2 separate regions of the Mus musculus genome follow, and region 1 is linked to region 2. Evidence: chromatin contacts called from public Hi-C data. All regions are on one chromosome and are shown on one strand. The core of a region is the stretch at or near the end of the contact, and the rest is flanking DNA. Distances in the headings are between cores, read along the strand shown. Region 1 has its middle 130 kb from the start of Cxcr4. Region 2 overlaps Dars (aspartyl-tRNA synthetase).

Region 1 (6,313 bases), core at 683-3,182, 320 kb before region 2:
CAAGCTTCAAGTATAATGAGTGGGGGAGGGGGGAGGGAGGGAGGGAGGGGAGAGAGAGAGAGAGAGAGAGAGAGAGAGAGAGAGAGAGAGAGAGAGAGAGAGAGAGAGAATGTGTGCACGTGCACATTCACGTGTAGGAGGGAGGTTGTAATTTTCCACCTTGATCGTATCAGGGCCAAGTTCACCCTCTGAAGTCAAATCACATTCTGCTTCATCACCTTGAGCAAGTTCCTTAACTTATTTGAAGGTCAGTTTCCTCTTCTGTGAAAGAAATAAGTTATCTCAGTGTGTTGCTTTGAAATTTTAATTAGATAATCCACTGGAAACATTTGGCTCAGCAGCTGGTCCTTGGGAAACCACCCCCCAGTGGTCTTGGGTTGAAGTTAACATCATGAAATCTTCTGGGATTTGATCTTTTTCACTAGGACCCTAGGAACAAAGGCCATGGTGAGAACCCCCAGGGAATTAAACAAAATGAAGATAAAGAGCTGGGGTTATAGCTCTTACTTCACGGACATGAAGACTCAAGTATGAATCTCCAGCACCTATGTTAAAATCTCGCATGTAACACCAGCGTGGGGAGTGGGGAGACCCAGGGCTTGCTGGTTGACAGGTTAGGTACAGTTATAGTTGAATGTGAGGTTCTATCTCAGATAAAGCAGGACACCCAGTGGCCTCCAGATGCACACAGATGCATACACACATGCACAGACAAACTCAAAATACCAAAAGAAAGTGCAGACGCAGGAGTCTTGTCTCTGAGATTCTGCAATAGTTGGTTGGCGGCATACCAGAGATTCTTCCCCTATCCTTTAAAGCTCCTGGGGACCCTACACGCAGCAAACCCCTGTAATCACTGATCTGTAGTGTGAATCTGTAGGCAAGGACCAGGTAAGGCAAGAGCTTTGAACTAGTCAAGCATACACTCTGGCAGTTGCTGTCCCACCTCCGCCCTCATGTTCTAGCCTGAGATCATACTGAGTGAGTGGCAGCTGCAACCCCATTCACTCAGGCCCAATTCTGGTGTCTTTGCATTAAAAAAAAAACAAAAAAAAAACAAAAACAAAAAACCCTAGATTAAAAGATGTTCAGATAGAGCTGTACGAATTGTAACCCTTATCCTGGCATCTACTGTGATGTTTTTGTTGCTTCTTCAAATCTTTTACCATTTTTTTTTCTCCTAAAAGAAGGGAACTTAGGGAGTTGTGAAGATGGCTCAGTGGGTAAAGTGCTTGCTGCTAAAGCATTAGGCCCAGAGTTCAATCCCTCAGAATCCAGTTAAAAATAGCCAAGCACTACAGCCCACATTTATAGTTCCAGCACTGGAAAGGGAGAGAACCTCTGGGTCCCACCAGCCAGCCTAGCCAAGAGAGGAAGGAATCTGAAAGTTTAGTGATAGACCCTATGTCAAGATCTAAGCTGGAGATGATTGACGAAGACAGTTGATATCACCTTTAGCTTCTTCACCATATGTGCATGCACCATCAGACACACACACACAAACAAACACCACACACACACGGGGGGTGGGGGGAGAGAGAGAGAGAGAGAGAGAGAGAGAGAGAGAGAGAGAGAGAGAGAGAAATAGAAGAAAATCTTGAAAGTGGTGTGATCCTGCTTACTACAAAATAGAGATATTAGTCCCAAGATTAAAAGATACTAGTTCTCATTTATATCCATTTTTTGTTTGTTTTTGTTTTTGTTTTTTTCTGGTTGCTAGCGAGGCCCTGAGCTTGGCTACATGTTAATGGACACAAAGAATCTGAGGAAGTTGTTTTGGCACAGAGACAAGAGTGGAGTCTGACATGTGATATCTGCTTCTAGGAGGCTTTTCAAAAGTCCTAGGAGAAAGAGAACTTTGGAAGGTCCCCATGAGTCACTGGCTCAGATTTTGCCTTTCTGTTAGCCTGGCCTTACAGATCCCAGGGTTCTATCACCAGGCCTTTGTAGCACATGCCCTCGTTTAGGGAAGTAAGGTCTGGGAAAGCAACAGTCCTGGGCTGTTTACCGTACTTCAACAGAATTTTACCCTGAGAGTCTGGCTTCCTCCTCTCTGCAGGCTTATCCTGGCAAGTCCCCTTACATGCCAGCCTTTCCAAAGAGGAACACCAGAGAGCAGGTTCCAAGCTCAGCTTCCTCTATTTTCCCTGGGTCCTCCAACAAGGCTGGCCAGGGGCCCTGATTCTCACAGTTCCAACATGCACTGTGGTGGGAAGCTCAAGGCTGGGGTTGCAGAAATGGCACTCAAGACTTAAAGCCACCTGGAGACTTGGTTTCTCTCAAAGTGAGCATTCTCTTCTCCTGAGTCCCACTAGTGGAGAATTCAGTACACACACATCTCAACTAAGGCAGGTGTGGACACAAAGTCACAGAAGAAATACTGGAACCAAAGGTTGACCAGATGTTCCTATGGGCGTGCTTGAAAATGCTTGACTATGCATCTCTAGATAGCGTCAGTCTTCTAAGACCAAAGTGAGTCTAAAGAGATCAGGAAGATAAAAAGGGGGTATAGTGGGAAGTGTCTAGGGGGAGTGGGGAGGAAATTGGAATATATATATATATATATATATATATATATATATATGTTTTGATATATTGCTATAATTGTATATTTTACATATTAATATGACACATTAATATATTGATATTAATATATTTGTCAAAAAGTAAAAGATTTAAAGTGAATCTGTTAAATCATTCTCTTACATTTAAAATGTTAAAGGATCAAGTAGTTCAGTCACACCAATAGAGAAAAATAATATGCTACATTTCTGCACATATATGTATACATATTCATGTGTGTACATGTGTAAGGAAGGATTCGCATGTGCCTATGTGTACATGTGTGCATGTAGACACCAGTGGTCAATAGCAGAATGTCTTCCTCAGTTACTCTCTACCTTATTTTTGATACAAGGCCTGTCACTGAACCTGAAACTCACCAGTTGGCTAGGCTGGCTGATCAGTGAGCTCGCAGAAGCCTTCTGCATCCACTCCTTGGTGTTGGGATTAAAGATGCATGCTGCCATGCCTGCCTTTCTGTGGATGCCTGAAGTGTACTTGCATCCTCATGGTTGTACACTAAGCTCCTTACCCACCAATATAGATATATTCCCAACCCCCATTCATTTTCATACATTCAAAATTTGTAATTATGACATACTTCAATCATAACAACAGAAAATAATATACTATATTTCTGTAAGTCCATCACCAAGATTTTGCTAAAACAGCTTCAAATTCTCCCTTTTCTCTCCCTTCCCTCCTCCTCCCCCTCTGTCTCTCTCCTTTCTACCCCTTACCCTCTTTCTCCAATCCTCCTTCCATATGCCCTTTCAAAGAAGTAAAATGTCCACATGCAAGTAAAGTTTCACGTCTTTTTTAAAACTTGTGTGTGTGTATGTGTTTCTGTGAGTCTATGTGTCATTGTGTGTGTTTTCAGCTATATAATCATCATTTTTCTGTGCTTGTGCTATTAGTTGGTGTGCATGTGCAATACACATATGTAATACACAAGTGCTTTACTGTGGAAACAGAGGATTCTGGGAAGTCAGTTCTCTCATGCCACCTTATGGGACCTGGAATTGAACTCAGGTCATCAGGTCTGCACATTAGCACCTCTATCTGCTGGGCCATCTTGCCATGCCTCTACTGCTTTTTCCAATGCAAGTTTTAAACTTACTTTCCCACTGGAGTACACAGAAGAAAAATCCACATATGAATGAGGCACCATGTGCTATTTTAGTATAGGTATGTATGATAACATCTATGCCAGGTTAAGCATAGTTATCTCCCCAAACACCATTTCTTTAAGGTAAAAAGATTGAGAATACATCCATCATTTTGAAACATACAGACATTACTTACTGATGCTTGTAGTCATTGGCCTGAGCGACAGCTTCAGATTTGTTTTGCTTCCTCCTAACTGTAACTTATTATTACTGGCCAACTGCTCCCCCTCGCCATCTCCCAACCAGTGCTGGATGGTCTACCCTTTCTCCTTCCTCAGAGGTTACTATTCAATCTGTTGTTTTCACACATAGTTTTAATTTTTAATAAATATGAACCTTCTGATAAGAACGTGAATTGTACCTGCATACGTATACACATATATGTTCCGCACAGTTAGCCTTTGGCATCTTGCTTTAGTTTGTCAGTGTCTAAAATTTACACAGCTGTATAGAAAGTTAATCCAGGGCACGTATCAACTTCTGTCTATTCTGTCCTATTACATATTCCATGAACCACAACCCTGGGCTGCACAATGATCATTCTTTTGTACTTGAGCTGTTTGTATATGTGCATATGTAATACACATATGGACGGTGCATGTGAACATGCAAGGACATATCTGTACACCTATATAATATAGTCTCCAGGCTAAATAACCAAAGAAAGAATTGCTGTTTCACAGTAGTAATTCCTCTTTTATTTCAATAGATATTCCAAGTTGTTCTCCAAAAAGACTGTACTAATTTACATTCCTACTTAGGGAGTTCCTTGATGCCCAGAGCTCACCATCCCTGCTGTCATCTGATTAATTAATTTCTACTGATATAGTAGACATGAATGGCACTTCAAGATTTCAGTTTGCATCCCTGTGTCTTTGGGAGACAATTATAATTTTTTTCCTCATCTCTCACACTTCATGGGGAGCACAGAGGTTGGCCATCAGTCCTGCTGAGCAGGTTCATGGGACCCAAGGCTAAAAGTGGGGCTATTTTCATCTTGGGGTCAAGCTTAAATCAGTAAGAATAGAGAGAGGGCTGAGTTCCAAAAAAGAAGCAAACACCTTCCTAAAGACACACAACTAAATGAGATCCAGAAGTGCAGGATATAGACAAACTCTGAAACCAGCTAATAAACAGGGAAAAATAATAGACAGACAGACAGACAGGCAGGCAGGCAGGCAGACAGACACAAGTAAGTGGAAAGCATCCAAGTTATTGCCTTAAAACAAAGGTACTTTTTTGCAGCCAGAGAGGGAGCAAGACTGAGTTTGGTGCAGGTAGGCAGAAAAGAGGAACCATTGTACCAAGGTCCCAGAAACCTAGCCTGCTGCCCTTATCCTCTGGGCCACCATCTCTCCTCATGATGGACTCTGCCAGGTGCCCTTAGTAATTCTACACATGTCCAGGTAGACACTGCTGGATGCCCTCAATAATTCTGCAACATGTCTGAATGAACCCTGTAGGTGAACAGGCTGTAAAATATGGGCCACACTTGGATTCAGAGGTTTGGAGTTTCCTTTAGAGCAAAGAGCAATGCAGGTCAGTGCAGGAATAACTTCCTCGGGTGGACCGTTTTTTCCTCCTGGCAGCTTTTCTTTTCAAAGCTTGCTTGGGAAATATTTAACAACCCTTCCCATGGCACTGCTTCTCTGAGAAGTTAAACAAACCCAGACTGATGGAGTGACTTCAAGACATGTGCACCGAAATGCACCTCCCATATGTAAAACACTGGAGCATTCTGGGAGCAGGGATGGGACTCATTTCCTTGGAGACACTGGAGGGTGTGGGAATCTTGCATGTCTCCAAGTTCTCGAACCAGACAAACTCTGAGAAGAAGAGTTCTCTGTCAGTGTGTGTGTGTGACAGATGCAGTTCTTCCTAACAGGGACAGGAAACCATCATAACCTCAATGGGCCCATAGTTTCAGAGACAACTTTCCCTTTGGCTCACTTTGCTTCAGTTATAGCCAGATGTGAAGGACAATGACCAGCGTCTCCAAAGAGATGAGCATAGAAGAGTGTTGTAGTGGCTGGGGAGATGCTCCAGTTGGTAAAGTCCCTCCTAGAAGAGCATGGGGACTTGAGTTTGATACTGAGAATCCACATTAAAAGCCAGGCATGATGGTATACACGTATAATCTCATGTGCTGGGGAAGCAGAGACAGCTGGAGTTCTGGTCAACCAGCCTAGTATTGGTGAGCTCCAGGGCAGTGAGAGACCCTGTCTTAAAAAAACAGGAGGATCCTGGGAGCTTGCTAGTCAGCCAGCCTAGACAAAAAGTGAGCCTCTGGTCAATGAGAGACCCTGACTCAAAGCAATAACATAGAATTTGATAAAAGAAGGCACCCTCCTTTGGCCTCCAAATGTGTGACTATGAATATACACACCCACACATTCACATGCATATACCATGCATGTACAACACACACAGAGAATTGAAAATTATACAAAAGTTAGACAGCACCAAAGTAGATAGCACCTAAAGAACATCACCCAAGGTTGACCTTTGGCCTCACACACACATATATATATCTTAGCACCCTTATAAGCATATACGTACATAGATGGAAGGGTGGATGGATT
Region 2 (6,371 bases), core at 3,177-5,676:
AAAAATCCAGGCATGGTGGTGTGTTCTTATTATACCAACACTGGGAAGGCAGAAACAGGAGGATCCCTGGAGCTCACTGATTAACCAACCTGTTGTGCAAGGCAAGACCCAGAGCAATTCGAGACCCTTCCTCAAAATACTGGTAGTTTGAGGAATGATACCTACATTGTTGTCCTCCGACCTCCATGGGCATTCACCTACTCACAAATATGAGAAATCAATTTTCTTTTAAACAGAGAAATATAGATAATTCTACATTCATGGTTTATAAAGTAGAACTCAATGAAGATCTAGATGGCATTCATACTTAACAGTTAGGCTGTAAGATTTTGTTGTTGATCCTTTGGTTTTGTTTTGGTTGGTTGGTTTTTTGAGACACAACTTGCTTCTGCTTCCCAGGTGCTAGAATTAAAGGTACATCCTAAAACAATTTCAAAGCATGTATCTATTTATTTAGTGCATTAAAAATTAGGCTTTATACAGTTAGCAATGTGTGGGAGAAAGTAAGCTATCGCAAATTATAAAATCTTTAGTTATGTACAAGTGATAGTGTCAATTTTATACAATAGCTTTAGTACATCATACTTACATTATAATTGTATACTTTTGGCACTGACATAACAAAGGATTAAGCCAGAGTAATTAATTGTAGGTGTATTGATGGCTTTTGTTACCTTGTAAAAAAAAAATGACAATTCTTGTAACTAAGACTCATGGTGGTATTTGGTAGTTGTTTGGGTTGCTTGATAAGACAATTTTCTTAAAAATATTGGTGCAACCACCAGATGAGTTAAAGCGCTGGTTTGGAATCTTTGTGGGTCTGTCTCTTTAACAAAGGAAATACAGGATTGAAATACTGGGTTGTTTACACGGGAATAGATATGATAAGGGAGTTGTGGGTGAGGAGCAGGATGATGGGAGCAGTGAGGAAGGGGTCTAAGAGAAGACCATCAGCAGGATGGGGGAACAGTGGGGTTTATACAGTAAAGGGAAGTATTTTGAATTCATTGATACAAAAAAAAATTTTCCAAAGGAGGAATTAAGTTTTCTAACATTAACATTAATGTTTATTTTATTTTATTTTATTTTTTATAAAACACAAGGACCTTCCCAAGGAATCACCCCATATTTAAAAGCGTGCTGTTGAAACAATAGGAGAAAAGGAGTTATAACTGAGTTTCTTGTTTGTACTGATAGTTACTTTTTCTGAATAATCTCAGTAATAAAAAAATTTAATAGTTCTAAACGTGGAACCTTTATGCTGCCAGATAGATCTAATAGTCTCACATACTTTTGATAATGAGGCTTTGGCCTTTTTCTTACCAGCATGGCCTTTAGCAGTGCATTGTATAATTCACCTCACTCCCTTTGTGAGGAATGAAGTGCAGAATCCCCCAGCGAAGCAGCTGTGTAATACAACTGCTGGGGAAATGCAGCCATAGACTTAGAAGTCAAAGTAACTGTCTTCTGCTAAGCATCTGTAAAGCGCAAGCGCCGGCCGGCTGGCTGGTCCTGTTGCTCCATGTACTGCCTTGCAGTTATTTGTCACACAGCTGTACAAGCTAAACCTCCCTAAATTGCTCTCTGTTCCTCCAAGAGAAAGTGTTCCCAGGACATTCAGACATGAGCATCCTATAAAATTACATTTTTCAAAAATGGGACTTAAGACATTGTCAGTTCTGTTGTGTGACATATACATTCCTAAAAATCACTGTGCAGCATGAAATTGGGCAATAAGATCACGGTTTATGGGTGAGGCTAACGGCATAATGCTGAGAAACTTAATGACTCTGTTTATTTGTTTGTTTGTTTTTCGAGACAGGGTTTCTCTGTGTAGCCCTGGCTGTCCTGGAACTCACTCTGTAGACCAGGCTGGCCTCGAACTCAGAAATCCACCTGCCTCTGCCTCCCAAGTGCAGGGAATCAAAGGCGTGCGCCACCACTGCCCGGCCTTTAATGGCTCATTTGTAAAGGGCAAGAATACGACTTTTTAAAGGTAGGTTGAACAGTTTTACAAATGTTGGGTGGTTAGTAAATACATAGTTAAGTATGGCACTTTACTTTGAGAAAAATATCTGTAATTTGCTTGTGAAAGAAATGTAGCTTCTGTTGTTGTGAAGTCCTGTGGAAGCTGCCTGGAATTGGAGGGAAGGTGGGACATCAAGTGCACATGGGCATAGCTAATAACATTGGCCTCGTGTTTCTCATTGGTGTTGCCTAACTCAGATACTGTTGGCATTGTTCTTAAACAAGTGTTACATCTTCTTGAAAAACATCTTCCCTGTTTGCTAACTACTCCTGTGTGGGAATAAGGAAAATAACAGGAGTGGAAGATGGCTTCAGAGTTTAGGGAACTCAGTAGAAATAACTCTACTGTTCTCTTAGACCCTTCCCTCAAGGCTCCCCATCATCCTGCTCCTCACCCAGAACTCCCTCATCTCTGTTCCTTTCTCTTCCCCTTGACGGGCAATGTCTGTAAGTTCCTTGTTCTACAGACTCCTGGTGCTTTTCTCACACCCAGACTGAGGCCATTGTGTGGGATCGTGACCTGATCTGCCACTCAGTTGCTATATATTCTGCCTGACAGTGGGGGTTAAGATTGAAGACTTACAGCCTTTAGATACTTTCATTAGTTAGCAGAATTCTTGAGGATATTTGCTTTTTATCCTCTCATTTATAAGTATAATTACCCAAGAAATATTTGGAAAACAGTGAGTTCCATAAAATATGCAGTGGCCTCCTATTAAGATCAAAACAACACATGACCAGCTTCTAAACCAGTTCTGGGTGTTGTGCTTAAATACAGTGAAAAGCTTACTTATGTTTTTAGCTGACGTTAAAAATTTGAGGACCAATGAAGCATGAAGTGATTGAAAAGAATATTTTGTAGCACATTGTTTGGGGGAAGCCAGCTGCTTAGGGAGTGGGCCAGCTAACAGTGCTGCCAGAATCTGGTTTAGAAAATAATACCCGCAGAAATGAAGAAAAGGCTGCTTTTAACCCTCATTTAGTGTTTACTTCTTTCCTGGGTCAGTTTTACATATGAAATACTTGTGGCTGATTTTACTGCAGAGGGAGGACCTGAACTCTGTTGGCTCTCTAGGTGTTTCCATTTTGAAGATTGCAACCCAAGGACACTGGACAATAAAACAGTGAACTTACTCTACAAAGTGGGGGGGAGAATGGTATTTATATGTTAATTCCATACAGCCCTATGTTTAACCCTATTCCCATTGGTCTTTTACCAGGTGGAGAAAAGCTAGGACTCCACTATTAAAAATACCAAATCAGATAGTTCCAGCTGGGGTTTCCTAATCACTTAAAAGGCAAAAATCAAGGTCACTTTTAATATCTTAAGTAGATAATGATCTTAGCATTTACTTTAGATATTAAATCTGAGTCCTTATTGACTAAACTGTATTGCTAATTTTGAGCTTTTGAAATTTTTTTCCTTGAAAAGAAACATTGGAATTTAATGTGGAGGGAAATGTGTCCTGGGATCGTCCAGTTTATCAATATTCTCACCCAAAAGTTGGCTCACTAATTAGATTCAGTGCCATAGGACGCTTGAGCAGATCATTTTAATCAATCTGTTAGATCAATTTTCTTGTGACTGAATGAGCAGAAAAATGAAGCAGCTGAATGAATTACACAGGGAGGTTGGCACATCCGCCTCCATAGGGATTTTAAGGCCAGAATCTTAATTGTGTGTCTGAAATGGTTGACGGTCTTTCTGAAAATGGAATTTCTCGGGAAGCAGAGGGCTGAGCTTTTGACCTCACTTTACATTGTCACCTGATTCTTTAAAGAGCTGAGCAAGAAGTCGGACTTTTTTTCTTTTGAAAAAAGTTTTTAATTCATTATCATTTGTGTGAGTTACAATTAAGTCTTATAAAGGCAGTTTTTTGGATTTGTTTGTTTTTATTTTGGTAAGGTGCTCTGGAAGCCTTTCAGTATCGAGTATTAATAGCGGACAACAGTTAATATAAATGCAAGTTTTTGAGGCTTAAGGCTGATTTTGTAGCAGCAGCTTTAAAGAGCTGTAACTAATATGGATAGTAATTTCAATGTTTGTTTTGTTAGAGACAGTCTCTCACCTTGTACCCTGGCTGGCCTGGAACTTGCTGTATAGACAAGTTTGACTTGGAACTCACAGAGTTCTCCTGGCCTCTGCTTCAGTAGTTTTTAAAATTAAGAATTACGTATTATTCTTCATCCTCACTCTACCTCAACATCAGGCTGTTTTGACTCTGAAAACAAAGTTTATTCTGTACATAAATATATGTGCTTGGCTTTATTTTTCTTTGTATTAGTCATTGTGGTTAAATGATTTACTGATAGCAGCTGAGTCACAAGTACATTCCTCATTCTCTAGTGAGTCACCTAGCTACATACTAGTTTTGTTTACTTTCCTTCCTTTGAGATATTTCTCCTAAAATAGATATTTCACTGGTTGGTAGGTATAAACATTCTGATTTACTACATTGTAACTATTAGAGCTGTGAAATAGAAAGACTATTACTCAGAAGTCTCACTGACTTAGAAAACTTATTTATTAACATCTGTACTGGTCCGGGCACTTGGCCAAACTTGGGTCAACAAGGGGAAAAAGATTAAAAACTATGGAAACATATTAGTTTGCTGGTAAGAGTAAATACTTACCTAGAGTTGAGACCCAAAGAAGCCAATTATCCACTTGGATAAGTTGGTAGCTTAGGCTAAGCCTTTGCATTGTTATTCATTACTGCTCCTTGAACCTACGTGCTTTGACTCTTTGTTGGAACAAGTTGCTATCTGTTAGGGAAGAAATGACTATGTAGCTCTGTCCTGAAATTTTGGATAAAGGTATGCTTTAAAAATTAGTCTAGGGAGCTGGGCAGTGATGGCGCACGCCTTTAATCCCAGCACTTGGGAAGCTGAGGCAGGCGGATTTCTGAGTTCGAGGCTAGCCTGGTCTACAGAGTGAGTTCCAGGACAGCCAGGGATCCACAGAGAAACCCTGTCTCGAAAAACAAAAAAACAAAACAACAACAACAAAAAATTAATCTAGGAAGCCTGGAGAGATAATTCAACAATTAAGGGAGCGAATTATTCTTACAGAGAACTGGATCTGATTATCAGCTGCATAGCAGCTCATAACTGTTTATAGCCCCAGTTGCAGGGGATTTGACATCCTCTTCTGGCACCTGTAAGCACTGTGCACATATGGTGTGAAGGCAAAACAGCCATGTACAAATGTATAAGTAATTTTTAAAAAAACTTAAGTCTAAGACTGGGAAGATTTCTCAGTGGGTAAAGCATTTGCCATATCATTTAAGCTTATGGACCTGATTTTGAATCACCCATGTAAATAATGAACACAGGATCCTACAGGTCTGTAATCCCAGTACTTGTACAGGGATATAGAAGAGTAAAGACAGGAGACTTCCTGGAAGCTCTGGCTGGCTAGCCTGGCATACAAAGCAGGAAAATGATAAGAAGACCCTGTCTCAAACAAACTAGAAGGCAAGGATTGGCACTGTAAGTTATTCTCTGACCTTAGGAGCTCCATACACACATAAGATTAAGTCTGAAATCTGATGTCAGAAATTCCCAGCTAGTTTATGGCATTAAATCACCTAGCTTAAATATAATTAATGACTTATTATTTCATACAAAGATTCTGCTGAGCTCTGCTGAAGTTGACAACATTAGGGCATCAAACTATATCAGTGCTATTGAAGAAGGTAATAAGATTCCTGAACATTGGAAAACTCTTAGCAGGTGGCCCATTACTTGGCGTGTCACAAAGCTTTAGAGAAACATTGTAGCCCATAGGGTCTTAAGAATGAAAGTGTAGCCAGACGTGGTGGCACACATGCCTTTAATCCCAGCACTTGGGAGGCAGAGGCAGGAGGATTTCTGAGTTTGAGGACAGCCTGGTCTACAAAGTGAGTTCCAGGACAGCCAGGGATACACAGAGAAACCCTGTCTGGGGGCGGGGGGTGGGGTGGGGGGGGTCTCCAAAAAAGAATGAAAGTGTATTGTTTGCAAGTGTGAAGATATATTTAAATTTAGTGCTACTTTTTGGTTTAGTAACAAATAACCTTTGACTTATTTGTGGTCAGCTGATTATTTAACTCCTTAGGATCTGGGTGTTTTGTTTTGTTTTTTCATCTTTAAATGATAATCCCTACCTTATGGGCACTTGTATAGTGTAAATGGAATGGTGTTTGTGTGCCTCAAGCACTAAACATAACTGGAACTTAGAAGGAAATGGCTGGGTGATAATTCGGGCAGTGCTGTAGAGATGTGCATATTGCAGTGACTTATGAGCTACAAAATAAAAGTGTGTTAAGCTTCTTCAGCATTTAAAAAAATACAAATAAATT

Evidence for each region. Hi-C and Micro-C count contacts between places; a contact is called where the count stands out from the background.
Region 1: a contact with region 2 is called in a Hi-C map of bone marrow-derived macrophages, with 19 read pairs. The contact joins two enhancer-like sites. A contact is called at or near these places in 1 of 484 Hi-C or Micro-C datasets (bone marrow-derived macrophages), 1 of 115 datasets of contacts at active chromatin or transcription factors (differentiating embryonic stem cells) and 1 of 9 other capture datasets (liver).

Annotation. Positions count from the first base shown.
Region 1 is chr1:128,717,885-128,724,197 of GRCm38.p6, reverse strand. No RefSeq gene overlaps it. Among named protein-coding and RNA genes, the nearest start is that of Cxcr4, 130 kb to the right of the region's middle. Within about 2 kb of position 1,932, at least 47 of the 459 cell types and tissues checked have an H3K27ac peak or open chromatin away from gene starts, as enhancers often do. A contact at or near this core is called in bone marrow-derived macrophages, where this site is marked.
Region 2 is chr1:128,397,261-128,403,631 of GRCm38.p6, reverse strand. All of the region lies in intron 4 of Dars (aspartyl-tRNA synthetase), which reads left to right. Among named protein-coding and RNA genes, the nearest start is that of Dars, 17 kb to the left of the region's middle. Within about 2 kb of position 4,426, at least 103 of the 459 cell types and tissues checked have an H3K27ac peak or open chromatin away from gene starts, as enhancers often do. A contact at or near this core is called in bone marrow-derived macrophages, where this site is marked.